Regions from separate parts of the Mus musculus genome. Here region 2 is linked to region 1. The links are chromatin contacts, called in public Hi-C maps. All regions are on one chromosome and are shown on one strand. The core of a region is the stretch at or near the end of the contact, and the rest is flanking DNA. Distances in the headings are between cores, read along the strand shown.

Region 1 (4,443 bases), core at 1,397-3,896:
TTGAGCATGTCACCAACTCTGGGTCAGTTGTTTCTCGAGTAGACCTTAGCTCTGAAAGTTTGCTCTCTCCTTCTGGGTTATACCATTGCTATCATGGATATGCAATGGGGGCTGGTTTTTGGAATATCTACAAAGAAAGATCAATGAGTGGAGGTCTGTTATTTCCTACTTGAAGAGAGCTATGCCTTTTTGGCTTAAGTAGAACACTGGGAAAACTGCCATATCTCTTGACACTATCTTTATCTCCCAGATTCCAAGATGATGAGGAGGAACATATCTGTGTCACAGTTCTCAAGATTCAGGTTTGCAGATCAAGTTAACGACATCGAATGGTGACTGGCCACTTCCAGGCTGGTGCTGTTTGTTTGCTGTTCTCTTAGATTCTCGGTTGCTCTCATGCAGTTACTTGAGAGCATGTCTACCTTGACAAGAGGAGGCCTGTCTGTCAGCAAGCCCTCAGGAACATAGTTATGATACTCAGCTCTTTTGGAGCTCATGCTGAGATTACTGTCCTATGAGATGGGGGGAGGGAGGAAAGGAGAGAAAGAGGAACGGAGGGAGGGAGGGAGGGAGGGAGAGAGAGAGAGAGAGAGAGAGAGAGAGAGAGAGAGAGAGAGAGAGAGAGAGAGAGAAAGAGAGAGAGAAAACAAAAGGCCTGTGTTTATTTTCATTAAATTGGAGTGAATTTTATGGGAAAGATCCCGTTATCCTACAACAGAGAAAAACTGTTCAAGACAAAGTTAACTAGTCAAGGAAGACCACATTCAAACCATCAGGCATGAGAGAATAGAACTCCCTATGAGCAGAAGAAGTTATATCTTTTCTGCATTTGTTAATCGTTTTCACATAAAGAAAAGCCATTTCCTGTATCAGCACAGCAGGCATTCCTTCTACAACTTGAAGCACAGCCCCTTTAGAAGGGCTTCACAGAATCTGAGAAATAGGAACACTACCTTCCTTGATGATGGCCACTTAGTGGAATGACTCCCAAACCCTTGAGGTCAAAGTTGTAAAAGTGGTAGAAGAACTTGTGGAATCAATTACTTCACAAAGGAGTAAGAAATGATTTACAGCTGGAAGCTTTTAGGCGGAGGTGTCTCCTGAAGTAAACTCATGTCATCACAGTTAGCGAGGGAAGAAGACTGACACCACTTTGTCACTGTCAGTGCGTGTAAGTAGACAGTTCATAGCACATGCTTGTGATGATAACACTGGCAATGCTAGGAGAGATGGAGACCACAGCTATAACCCAGGATGTGCTTTGGAAATCATATCCAGATGTGCTTATTTCAAATAGCCCCTTGTTTCACAGTCCTGGTTAACTTTCTGAGGAGTTGGATCCTGCCTTTGCCTCTCACTAAAACAGTCAGTACTGGAGACCTAATTTCAACTTGTGTCTTCAGAACAACAACAACAACAACAACAACAACAACAACAACAACAACAACAACAAATTGGTTTCCAGGAAACAAGTAGTTGGCTTTTGCTATTAGGCATCCAGTAAAGAGTTGCTTTGATACGATAATCAGATAATTGATACATTTCCTATGTAGATCAATCATCCTGGAGTTGGTTTGATCATCAAAAAAATTACTTTGAAGATTTATTTTTTTAGTTGAATGTTTGTTCCTAGACTCTGTCTCTGGATATTTTTGATATCCTGATTTCAAACATTGGAGAAGGCTCCAAAGAATAAAACAGATCAAATACTAATATTCAGAGCTAGTGAATAGGGTGAGGAGGGAAATCATAACCCATCATATGAAATGTGATTTATCATGTAGAATTTGTTCTCACACATCCTAGTTTCTATAGTGATTTTTGAAATCATCTAGTGTTTATTGAATAGATTCAGCTAGTTGGTACACCAAATAAAATCAAAGAGACTTCACAAAATGTTCCTTATTTAGTTTTTCATTTAAGTGATATTTTTTTAGATTTTTCATGCATAAGTACTATATTTACATCATCTTTCTCCCCTGTCCATCTTCCCCAACACATGTATTATCACAGACTTTGATTTCTTAACCTAATATTACAAAAACAGAATTTACAAACTAAATAAGACAAATGGCATAACGGATTTCTTTAGATTTCCCCAAGTGGTTTTATGCAGGAAAGGTAAGTAAGGGTCTTTCACTCTTCTCTCCTAGCCCCAAGCCTAAAGAGCAGCAGCAGTGGCAGTGGTAGCAGAAGCAGAGACTACAATTCCCTCCCAGGGTCTGAGTTCCATTAGTGTGAAACCACAGCCGCATCTGGCTCTCCTTATGAAATTCAAACAATTGCCTAACCTCTTGCCTCTTGGAGAAGTTCATGCGGGCACACATGACAACATTTTGTGGTATATAATGAATCTATTAAATTTAAACTGGCTTGCAAAACAAAGAAGAGGGAGAATAAATAAATGCCTGTAAGACATCTGGTTAGTATCTGCAAGAAGTTGCTTTCTTGTTTGTTTGTTTTTTGAGGTCTCCATAAAGTTTGTTCTATCTGTCACCCCTCAAGTCATTTGAGTTCCTGCAGGCAGCAAGATCACAGAGGAGTCCTGGGGGACAGAAACATAGTGTCTGGACCCCAGTGTGGCTTCCTGTTTGGCAGAAGCTGAGGCAGTCTATGCAGGGGAAGAAAGCAGCCCTGAAGGTTAGTTTAGAATATGCTGTTTGGTAGACACACAGGCGACTCCCAGGGATCTGCAACATGTCTCTATTGAAATAGTGCACACTGTGCAACTTTGTCCAAGATTCAATTCTAGATGTTTAGGGGTGTTGCATAAACAACACAGACACAGGCAAGATAATGGGAAAAGATTCAGGGGGAAAATCAATTCTTTATAGTTTTGATCAGATATAACAAATTGTGTGCCAGAATGATTGAATCTAACAATCTAACTTGCTTTAATTTGTGTGTGTGTGTGCGTGCGTGTGTGTGTGTGTGTGTGTGTGTGTGTGTGTGTGTTTATACACACAGCAAATGTCTATACAACTAAGGTGAAGAATTTAAAAACTTCAATATACTTAAGTATAAAAAACTTCAACCATTATAAACTAAAAAGTCCAGATAATTGTAGGCTGGTGCTTTTGAAGTAGCTACATGGAAACACAATATTAATGCATTTCATCTGGTAGATATTGCCTTTGCATTTGGCAGTAAATAAAATCAAATAACTCAGACAAAGAAAATATACAATCAAGATACCTTTAAATAATTAGTATTATATAGAACCTCTAAGAACATGATTAAGGGACAGTAGTAAGAATGACTTCATTTCAAAGGTCAAAAACTTAAATACAAGGTTTGTAGACTTATTTGAACTTAGATAACCCTTACTGAATATCTGATATCCATGAGGGGATACTCAAAACACGTCATGGTGAGTAACTGTCACTGCATTGCCTAACAATGAGGAAATAATATCCATTTTTCCAGTGGGGGAAAAAAATCAAATAGCAACAAACTGCAAGGTGTAGCTGACACACTGGTGTTCTGCAGTAAGGTAGGAGGATTTTGGCAACACTTTGTTTCTAAGACAAAACAATGCAAAACAAAACAAAGCTAAAAATGTACTAAGAACAGAGTTGGGATTTATGCAACTAAATTCTTAAGTTCTTCATGTCCTAACTTGATTCCAGAGCTTGAATTATGGATGTGTAAATTATGTAAATCCACAACTTCACTTTAAGTGTTTAAACCCAACCAGATGATCCAGAAGGCAAAAATGTACTTTTAAAAAAATATTATGCCCATAGAAAATAAACACTTCACTGAAATATGTTCACTGTACCCTTCACCTACTAATATTTGTGGAAAATTATTAGTGTTTTTTAAGAAAGCCAACTTATTTTCATATGACAAAATATTTCTAGGAAAAAATCATTGGAAAGTAAACTGTTTCTGCATATGAATGATTCATACAGAGGCACCTAAATCTTTGCAATGAAAATTATACTTTAAATGGAGAATAATGCTTCATATGTCATAAATGCAAAGTATTAAGAAAAAAATTTTAAATATATAAATAATTGAGACAGTTATTTGAAGTAGTTGGGCTTTGTTTTGTTTTATTTTTAATTAAATTACCTCACTGATTCACTTTTTGTCCAAGTGTATTATAAATATGTGTTAGTATGTAATAATAGCTAATATAGTATATAGCTCTAGCTTCCATACCATACTGTATACTATGGTTAACTTTGTATACTATGTCAAATGTCAGCAATATAAAGATAGAGTTGTCCCTGAACAAAGTCATTGTGCATCACTGTAAGTACTCTTCAAAATATATGGACATATCTGTTATCATGGCTCGGAAAATTAAACACTAATAGAACAAATAATAATAATTTTTAAAAAAAGCTAGAAGGATCCTCATCAGAAATGTCACTGGCCTCACACAACACAACACAGGACCTCACCTCTGTAATGAACTGCCTAATATCATCAAAC
Region 2 (4,443 bases), core at 754-3,253, 450 kb after region 1:
GTGCCTTCTAGGGATGAAGCAATACTAAATGAAGTGAGAGAGTCTCTCTTCATCGGAGAATTTTCCAAGCACCCCGTACCTAACTTCATGGGTTCTAATTCAAGAGCTAGAAACTTCTATTTTTATGTTGAACACGAAAACCTTCCTCACAACGCTGCCCTGTTTTCAATGACATAATTTAGTGCCTAGTATATATTATTGATGTATTATCTCTCCTTAAAGCCTTACTTTTATTATGTCATTTTCTTCATCAATTTTTCCTGTGCACCCTTACTTGTCAAATTTAAATCCCTTCCCGCTTTTTCAAAGTCTCCCACAGTCCAATTACCCAAACTTACCTTGAACATACTCCTGTGGTCACAGTTGAATACACTCTTAGCACCATGAGCCCCTCTTGACTTGTTTTCTGTAGCAATTGTCTGGAAAACCTCTCCTGAGTCTCTTCTGAGCCTGTAAATCTCTCCAAGCCCCTCTCTTCCTCCTACATCAGGCTTTCCTGGCTCTGCTATCATGTTAGTGCCTCTAAAGGCTCCTTCCTGTAAAGTGAAGACAGGTTCCTTTCTCTTTAGAGAGAGCAAATCTCCCTTGTGACTGAAATTCTTTTTTCTTTCTGCTCATCCATTCATACTTTGGATGATATTGCAATCTCTGTGTTTAAGGTATCATAGCCTGGTTCTTCCTTCAAGGGACCACTCCTAGGCCTTATATACCTGAAGGTAACATACTAACCACCACTAATTTTTTGTAGATTGGGTGCCTTTCAAATCCAAGCTGGGTCCTGAGCTCTGTCCCCCTCACCCAGGCATTTAAATTCAGTGCCCAAAAGCAGTAAACAAAGAAAAAGGGAGTCTCACACAGAGAGAAAAGACACAGCTTAACAGAATAAGCAGAGCTGGAGAGGAAGCACTATGTCCTTGCCTCAAGGTCATGAGCTCTGAGTGATTTCGTACCCGTTAGGTTTAATGAAACACCTCAGCATTGGTGAACACACTCCCCCTTCAGATTAGCTATTATAATAGGTTCCTTGTTGCTTTCATCCCAAAGAATCAATTTACTTTATGATCTACTCTCTGTCAGTCTGGCATCTGCCCATCATTCTCTCTTTCCCTGAGCTCTCTTTCAATATACCAGCTGCATAAGGAATACTGCAACCACAATGGAGACAGGGAGATTGACCACTGCTGTTATCTCTAGATACTTGGGAAGAAAACGGTCATCAAATCCTTAGCTCCTGGATCCTCAGAGTCTTCCTTGCTTCTGAAAATGACACCCGCCCCAATCCTGGAGCTACAGCACTCAATATCCACTTCACACCCACTAATTAAAAGACAGAAATGCAAAGGAATACTCTAATACTTTCTCTCGTGTTTAGCAAAAACGGAGGGTTCTCTCCAAAGCCTCTTACCATCATGGAGAAGTCACAGCCCTAAGCTTCAGAGCATGGACTGTCTCCTTAGTTTCTGCTTATCAAAAACAAAGCATTCAACACATACCAGGTCACCAGGTACTCTGGCAATGATTTTCCTAGAGTCTGCACATTTATGCAGCATATTTCATTTTTCTGAAAGGGAGGGTTTCAGGAAGCAATAAGAATTCAGGGCATATTTTAAATATCCAGAGTAAATTAGTTAATTATTTGCTCTGTGACCAATGCAAGGTTTTTGCATCCCTCCAACCTGGGCTTCATAGATAACATTGTGACTGGTGTCCCAAGCCCTGCAATGACCGTAAAGAAATGTTTCCAGCTACTCTGAACTGAATCTACAAAGCACGCATATTTTTTGCCTGTCAAGTACACACACCTTTGAAAAACTCGTTCTGTCGTTATTATGAATTCTGTGGTGCCTGTGGTATTTTACCATGCAAAATAAACAGTTGGCATTGGTAAATGGTCAGCCCGAAGATCCTTTGGGTCTCACGGAAAAATCTAGAACAGTAGAAGGTCAGATACTCAGCTCTTGCACAGCTCTGGGGTCTGTCCCTGTGGACCAATTAAACAACTCATTCAGATGTTGGCAATCCTTCTTATTTCAGGAACAAGGGAGCCATCACTGGGCTCCAAACAGGGACATTTTATAGCTGAAATGATTTACAGTCAATGTTTTCATTGCACAGTACGTGTCCACCTTTGTTAAACAAAAGTTCACAGAAAAAAAAATCTGCAACTGAGGAGAGGAGGAAAGCACGCATGCAAAAACATCTAACTCCCAAAGCCAAATGCAAATCAAGGAAAAGGCAGCAGTCTTTGGACCTCAGCCCTCAGTCTTCTGGAGTCAATGCCAAATGTGTGTTTAGAGACACCACGAAATAGCACCGATTTACAATTTGTTTTTGTCTTTGTTTGAAGAGCAGCTCTGCGATAGGTTTTGCTGAATCATAAACCTAATTCAGTTACTAAATACCAGGGAAAAAACTACCAGTCAATAATTTGCATTATAATAAAGACAAACTGACTAGGAGAGAGAGACAGAGAGAGAGAGAGAGAGAGAGAGAGAGAGAGAGAGAGAGAGAGAGATCCTTTCCTATTGTTTAATGTGTAACTTTGAAAACATGTTGGAAGTAAAGAATGGGAAGTGGTTTTTGAAATTTAGTGCAGTTATAAATGGAGCATCAAGCTTTATTCCAAGTCATCTGGGGTACCGTTCCCTGGGGTTGGGCAAGGGAGGAAATATCCACCTCACTAATCTAAGTGTCCAGAATACAAACAAGACCATTCTTCCCTGACCTGTGTTACCACAGCCTTCCTCTCCCTCTTCCTCCCCTTCTTTCTCCTCTTGCTTCTCTCTTTCTTCCAGTGTATGTGGATGATCATGTGTGTACACATATGTCTGTTGTGGGAGGGAGGTCTACATGCCACACAAGTGCAGTGTGTGGAAGCCAGAGGACAATCTGGGGTACTGCCCACCCCCTTTTTTGAGACATGATCTCTCAGTAGCATTGAACATCCCGATTATGCCAGGCTAACCAGCCAGTGAGACCCAAGGATCTGTCTATCTCTGCCTCTAAGAAACTACATAGGATTAAAAAAAGAGAGAGATCCGTAGACTGTTAGAAGTTAACTATTAAAAGCCTCTATATTCAGTAGATTTAGTCATTCTTCATGATGAGAAAGACTTACCCACCAAGGATTTTTTTTTAAACATTGTTGATTGTCACCATTACAAAGAAGATATATTGGTGTCTAGTGGACTAAGGTCATAGATTTGGTTAACTACCCAACAGTGGAAAGGGCAAACAAAGGAATATCAGGCCAAAATGTCAAAAGACTAGAGTTTGAGCAATCATGCTTTATACATTGCCATGAATTAATTATCCTTCTAAAAGTTCAGCCAACTGAAGGCAGATTGCAGCAAGGTTTTACCTGGCCTGAGCAAGGAGCATAGGGTGTTGAGGGATTAAGGAAAGGGCAGGGGGTCCTTGAGGAGGAGCTGATCATGAGCCTTCCAACATGTCGAGTGGGCTTAAAAACCAATTACCTACCAGAGCTCCCTTAATAGTCAGTCTTATTACATTGTCTTGTCCTAAAAGAGAATCTGACTTAAACCTTCTTCCAATTCATGCTAAAATTTTCCATTAATTTCTTTCTTATAAAAAGAAAGCTCATGAAACTTCTTAAGGCTCCTTTTGGAATAGTTATATCCAGAAACTTTGAATTTGCTATTCAGGACAAACACACAAACACACACAAACACATACAAACACACACACACACACACACACACACACACACACACAGAAGGCCTTGTTTATAATAACTTTAATATATTTTATTTCATTTGTAATTTCACATTACTCACTAAAAATTACATTTATGTTGTTTTACTTAATTAATTTATTCACTTTGCATCTCAATACCCAACCCCCACTTCCAGTCCACCTTATGCAACTCCTCACCCCATTCCTCCTTCTTTTCTCCTTTGAGAATAGTGACCCCCTGAGTGTCACGACCACCACCATCTTCTCATCCCTCAGGCCCCAAAACACAATCTCCACACCCCACCCCTTTCCTGGCACATCAGTCACTGCAGTACTGGGCACATCATCTCTCACTGAGGCTAGACAAGGCTGCCCAGTTAAGGGAACAGGATCCACAGGCAAGCAACAGAGTCAGGGACAGCCCCCCTACTCCAGTTATTGGGGAACCCGCATGAAGCCAAGCTGCACATCTGCTACATATATGTGGGGGGCCTAGGTCCAGTCCATGCTCTCTCTTTGATTGGTGGTTCAGTCTCTAGAAGCCCTCTAGGGTCAAGGTTAGTTGACTCTGTTGGTCTTCCTGTGGAGTCCCTGTCCTCTTTGGGTCCCTCAATCCTTCCCCCAACTCTCCACAAGACTCCCTGAGCTCCATCTAATGTTTGGCTGTGAGTCTCTGCATCTATTTCATTCACCTGTTGGGTGGAGCCTCTCAGAATAATTATGCTAGGCTCCTATCTGTGAGCATAA

Evidence for each region. A called contact is a pair of places that touch in the nucleus more often than the background predicts.
Region 2: a contact with region 1 is called in a Hi-C map of uterus, with 3 times the contacts expected there. The contact joins two enhancer-like sites. A contact is called at or near these places in 2 of 484 Hi-C or Micro-C datasets (both in uterus).

The regions. Positions count from the first base shown.
Region 1 is chr14:102,401,330-102,405,772 of GRCm38.p6, forward strand. No RefSeq gene overlaps it. Among named protein-coding and RNA genes, the nearest start is that of Gm22347, 74 kb to the left of the region's middle. Within about 2 kb of position 2,647, at least 21 of the 459 cell types and tissues checked have an H3K27ac peak or open chromatin away from gene starts, as enhancers often do. A contact at or near this core is called in uterus, where this site is marked.
Region 2 is chr14:102,853,393-102,857,835 of GRCm38.p6, forward strand. No RefSeq gene overlaps it. Among named protein-coding and RNA genes, the nearest start is that of Gm34589, 21 kb to the left of the region's middle. Within about 2 kb of position 2,004, at least 6 of the 459 cell types and tissues checked have an H3K27ac peak or open chromatin away from gene starts, as enhancers often do. A contact at or near this core is called in uterus, where this site is marked.